2 separate regions of the Zea mays genome follow, and region 2 is linked to region 1. The links are chromatin contacts, called in public Hi-C maps. All regions are on one chromosome and are shown on one strand. The core of a region is the stretch at or near the end of the contact, and the rest is flanking DNA. Distances in the headings are between cores, read along the strand shown. Region 1 has its middle 53 kb from the start of LOC100275087. Region 2 holds the start of LOC103655902.

The links. A called contact is a pair of places that touch in the nucleus more often than the background predicts.
Region 2: a Hi-C map of leaf shows a contact between it and region 1, with 5 times the contacts expected there. The contact joins the promoter of LOC103655902 here to the enhancer-like site in region 1. A contact is called at or near these places in 2 of 25 Hi-C or Micro-C datasets (leaf and tassel).

Annotation. Positions count from the first base shown.
Region 1 is chr4:216,634,643-216,637,472 of Zm-B73-REFERENCE-NAM-5.0, reverse strand. No RefSeq gene overlaps it. Among protein-coding and RNA genes, the nearest start is that of LOC100275087, 53 kb to the right of the region's middle. Within about 2 kb of position 1,337, at least 17 of the 20 cell types and tissues checked have an H3K27ac peak or open chromatin away from gene starts, as enhancers often do. A contact at or near this core is called in leaf and tassel, where this site is marked.
Region 2 is chr4:216,929,420-216,932,191 of Zm-B73-REFERENCE-NAM-5.0, reverse strand. LOC103655902 reads right to left here and starts at 1,264. Exons shown (of 2, transcript XM_020552321.2): 1 at 1,179-1,264; 2 at 1-473. The coding sequence starts at 1,264. LOC100274044 reads left to right here and starts at 1,248. Exons shown (of 8, transcript NM_001148425.2): 1 at 1,248-1,490; 2 at 1,639-1,760. The coding sequence starts at 1,430.

The DNA.
Region 1 (2,830 bases), core at 88-2,587:
AGGGTCATGAATCCCATACACCTCTACAGAGGAGGCGAGGCAGGGTAGCACTACGATGCCTTTCCAAAGTTCCACTAGTTCGAGAAAACCCGCTACAGATTCAGAAAGAAGGAAGCATAGGAATCCCTCGTCCGAAAAGCTTTACAGACAGTTCGACCCAAGGACCTCCCTATACTCTACAATGACGCCTCCCCGCTTGCCCCTTTCGAGTAAGATAATCTCTCCCTAGCTTTCCTAATTACTTGGCCAAGGGCGTCCCATTCCATCCTTCTCGTAGCAATGTTATCTCAAGTTAAGCTCCATGTTCCAATTAACACAATAATCTTATCATGAACAATAATTAAACCAATAATATTAATGGAACATGATCATAATTCAGATATAACATTAATCCCAAAACCAGGTAGAGCAATAGCAAGTCTATCCAATAGTTCATTTGTCTTGCAAGGTGTGGGGTAAACAAAACTAGGATAACCTATTAGGTCCCATCAAATTAACCTGAGCATGTCACAGTGATTAACAGGAACATTATTAGGTAAAGAAGAGTGATCAAGAGCAAAACTTGCCTGTGACTTGAGATTCCAGGTACTTCACCAAATTGGTCTTCAGATTTCTCGTGACCTCGCTGCTACTCGTAGCAATATATACAAATAGACAAGGAGCACATAAAAATAATATTACACCAAACATGGGAACAACTGCATAGGAGTATTCTATGCATCTCTGCGAGATCGTAGGTTCGAGAACCACTAAATCGGAGTTACTGTTAGTAAGATATGGTGATCAAAAGATTTTTGTGATCAAATAATAAAAACTAAATTCTATGTTGATTAATGTGAATCATATAAGAGCAAATATTAAAGATATAACTAATTCAACTTTACTCTAAGTTATAACTTGCTTAGAGATCCTATTTTAGTCAAATTATAGTTATAGATAGATTAATATTGTCCGGAAGAGTTAATCTAATAAACAACAATTATCCAATTATATAATTAAGCAATATGATAAAAATAATGATGTTACCGCGTTCATAATGTTATTACGAAGCTAACGTGACTTGAATAGATCAAATCGGAGTTAGAATGAAGAAATTATGAATTATTTAAGTTTTTGTGCATTTTCATATTAATTTTCTGCTTAAAATACATTCCCGGGTCGGTTTTGTAAAAACCCAGGGACCCGAAAGTAATACCCTCCCGCAGTAGATTGACGGTGGGTTGGTTATCAACTTTTTTGGGGTCTTTTAACAAAAGGGCACGTCAAAGGGGTATCAGTCCATCTGAGTCGTTGGATCGACTATCTACGGTGGGGATTAGGTCGGCCATTGAATCCAATGTTACGCTACCTAAGCCATTGATCACAAGATCGACGGCCATGACTTATCCTGAACTGATACACGTTCGAGGCCGCAAGGTCCAAATCCGACGGCGCTGATTTAAATAGATTGAAGAAGTATCTAGTCATCTAATAAGGACGACCTGATCTCTATATAACAGTCTACATATTCCTATCTCATACACTATCCTCAATTTAATCTCCACCGCTAAACCCCGGATTGACGACAACATTGACGTCTTCTCCACCACGGTGGCCGGGCGGAGCCTGTGTACCCAGTGTGGAGGTAAGTTCACTGGAGCGACACCGCGCAACCAACCGGTGACCAGGGCCTATATGTGAACCGATCTACACGCTGTGAGGATAAAAGCGAAGCAAGGGGGAGCGTCCTTATCGGTATCCATGCGGTGGCGAGGACTGGACACGGTGCAATGGCCCGATGGCGGCACACTCAATGCAGGCGAGGAATTGCGCCGACTCTGAGGGTCTCTGCAGTTCACCGAGCCCCCCAAAAGTTGTGACACAGACCAACCACCCGTCTAAGCCACCTACTAGGCCCAATCGACGGCGATTCATGAGTTCGATGGAGGGGTCCGTGGTGGCCGATGGAATTGGATTTCCTCACACGGCGATCTAGTAACACTGGGAAGATGTGGTTCCGGGCACCAGGTTTATAGGCTCCTGCAAGGTCGGTTCTCCTAGCTAGCATAACTGCGTTCTCCAGATTTCTCATTTTTTGTTGCGCGATGGCGGACTTCGTTCCTAGACATGTAGCGTGGGTAGGGATGGATCTGGATATTTATTCGGATGTCAAATTTTCGGTCTTATTTCTTCGATTGTGAACAAATAACATAGAGAATTTGCTATGTAAATTTATATTCTTGTTTTTAGCATTGAGACTATTAATCTTCATAAAAAACTAACATTAAATTCATTATATATCTTTTTAAATAATTGATATAAAATTCGGATGTCTATTCGAATACAGATTCAGATGTTTTGTCACCTTTTTTTATTGTAGGGAGAAAATAATGTACATAAAAAATTATATAAAAATTTATTTAAATACTTCGTAATCTTCTTAATAACATTGCCAAAAAATAGCTTTAAATTCTATGTATATCTATGCTAAAATATTAGATTTGTGATACAAGTCGGATGTTTTAGAAACATCCCTAAGCGTGGGGAGGTAAGTCTGACTCCAAGTCCCCACGCGTAAGAGAAAGCACTGACATGCAGGTCCCGCCCGACAGAGGCGCCACACGAGTGGGCAGGTCGATGGTAAACGAGAGTGGACCGAATCCGAGCCCATTGGGCTGGGCCAGAACTGCCCAAGGACCAGGCGATAGGAGTAGTAATGGGTTGGCAACAAGGAATTTAGCCCAGCACTAGTGAGTTCTTCTTTTCCTTTTTCATTCATTTTCCATTTCCCAAGTTCAATTTGGATTCGAATTCAAACAAGGTTCTAATTCAAAACCATCATAGGTGCAAA
Region 2 (2,772 bases), core at 15-2,514, 290 kb before region 1:
TATCATGTACCTCCAAATTATGGTCCATTGCAATAGGCATCGCCTCCTCTTCCATGTTCACTATAGTAAGCATCTCCTCCTCTCCTATATTTACTGCAGTAGGCATCTCCTCGTCTCCTATATTCACTGCAGCAGCAGCCATCTCCTCCTCTCTTACATTTTGCTCACGGCTACCGACTACCATGAACAACTTCACTACTCTGGATGTCCTTAACAAGTCAAGTAGTTGTGCATCTGAAGCCAACTTGCATGTCAGACTACCCTCTCCTGTTAGAACCCAGAAATTTGCCTGCTGTTCACTGGCCCATTTAAATTCTGAAGCAATATCTTTCTCTAGATCAATGATAGAATATGTTTCTGAATCAACAACATAGCTTACTGGCCTACCCCGGTTATACTCCTTTCTACCATCTCGTACACTGAAGTAAGAATTGACAGTGACCTCAACTCTACATGCACTAGTCGGATCAATCCTGCAATAGCAATGGCAAACACATAGAAGGGAGAACAAATGTAAGTAGCAACTGATGACAATTCCAGTCCTAAATGAATCAATTTATTCTGTACAAATTTATTCCCCCTCACAAACAGTAACTTTTGTACAATTTACAAGAAATTGCAAAGATTCAACAAAGAGGAAAAGGATATTATCCTTCAGGAACCTCAGAAGTATCCATGCGCCTCAATTTCAGATCGATTCCTGAGCACTACAAGAGAGAAGAAAATCCTAGGATTTAGAACTCCCAAAGCAAGGAAGGAAGATGAGGGAGAACGGGAGAAAGGTGCATACTGCGTGGGGTGGAGGACGCCGCTGCAGCAAAAACTTGGGTGGCCGCGGGCGAGCGCGCCGCCTGGAAGGCCGCGAGCAGCTCGTCGCCTATCGGGCCTCTGCTCCTTTCTCGCCTCACGCGAGGGAGTCGTATTCTGGCCTGGGGCCAAGGAACGGAGGGGAAAAACTAAAGCCAGGGGTAAAATTGGTATACTCTAATTGTTGATCGTTCCAAATAAAAAAAAACCCATTGATCCGATTGACGGAAGGGAACGGAATGCTATAAATCTCTAACGTGCAATCTTTCCATGGTAAATATCTAAGTGTGAATCTTTTGCTGGTAAATTTCTATACATGTGATCTTTTAATGGTATGTATCAAATTTTGCCTTAAACATATAAAAGGGTACGTGAGAACTGAGGCAAAGATGTAAGCCCGGTTGACACTCCCCATCAGAGAGCCCTCTTGACGCCAGCCCACTCCCAGCTCAACCATTTCCAGCCTCAATTAGCCGAGGCCCGGCCCATTCCTTGCCCACGTCATCTTTCTGTCTCTCCCTCTCATCGCCGCGTCACGCACAGCCGCCGCCGTCGTGCGCGTGTGCCGGAACGGCCGCGTGGATCCTCCGCCCCGTCCCAGCGGCGACTTGTCCGTGCGAAGATGCTGGGGTTCTCGACCGGACAGCTGCTGGTCGTCCTCGGGGCCTGCTCCGTCATGATGAGTGAGTAATCAAACTCCGCGCGCTATTTCCGCTTCGGCCATTCGGCGGCGGCTGTCGATGGCGGCGACTGACGGGAAGGCGATGGCGGGATCGGCACGTTTTGGAACTGATGTTTCGGTCTGACCCCGATTCCCTCGCTTTTGTTCAGAGCCCAGTGATATGGTGAAGATTGCGAGGACGGCCGGGCGGATGACTGGAAGAGCGGTTGGGCGGCTCATAGTGGCTCGCCGGCAGCTGGACGAGATTCTGGGCCAGTCTGCAGCCACCCAGGTATATTCTGAGTACACCCTTTTCTCGCCATGATCCTGTGAAAATGCTGTGAGTTGTATGTGTTGCGGTGATGGTGAATTTCACATAGGTTAATTGGCCTTATGGGGATGGCATTGACTAATATCTGAGCAGACCCTGTGTGCAAGCGTGCAATCACGTCTTCTAGTCCCTATAGGGATAGTAATGTTTTTTCTTTTTTCACTCGTCAATCTGCTGAATTTTAAACAGCATTTGCGCATTAATGTTTTAGCGTCCAGTTTTCTGATTGGGTTCATATAGTTTCATCTGTACATAGATTTCAGTAGTTCTGAAAGCAAAGGAAATTCAACATTAGCCAATAGCCACCAATACAGCCTAGGATAATCAGTCACGGTATAGTTTCTAGTTATTTTGATGAATAATATTCATTGTTGCTGCACATGTTGTTAGTGGACTGATTCCTCCTCTGTAATTGCGATCAGTATTTCAATTGATGGATTGATTGTGGCATTGTTATTAAAACGTCGCTTAAACGTCGTTTAAGCGTCGTTTAAACGACAAAACGTGATTAAAAGTTGAAACGTCCGAACGTTTTACCAAAATGGAGTAGAACGTCCGTTTCACGCATTTAAACGACGCTTAAACGTCCTCTGTGCGTTTTAAGACGTTTTACTTGCGTTTAGGACGTTCTACTCGTTGTGGGCTTTTCCTTTCCTGGGCCAAAAGATGGAAAAACCCTAAGTTCCTAACGCCTAAGCCTTCCAGTCGGTCCATCCCCAGCAGCCAGCTCCTATGTTTTAGGCTCTATTTTGATTTTGCTCACAGTCACTGAGTCACACTGAATCATTCTTTTAGGTCTTGATATTGATGAGTTGGATGATGGTTACTGATCATAGATACAAGTTATAGCTTGTGTGGTTGAACTTGTGTTGAACGTGATCTGTTTCCTTTTATGCTATTTGGTTTGTGAACTCAAGTACTCAACTTATCTATGAACTTATTCTATATTTGAAGTTCTATGTCAAGTCTGAAA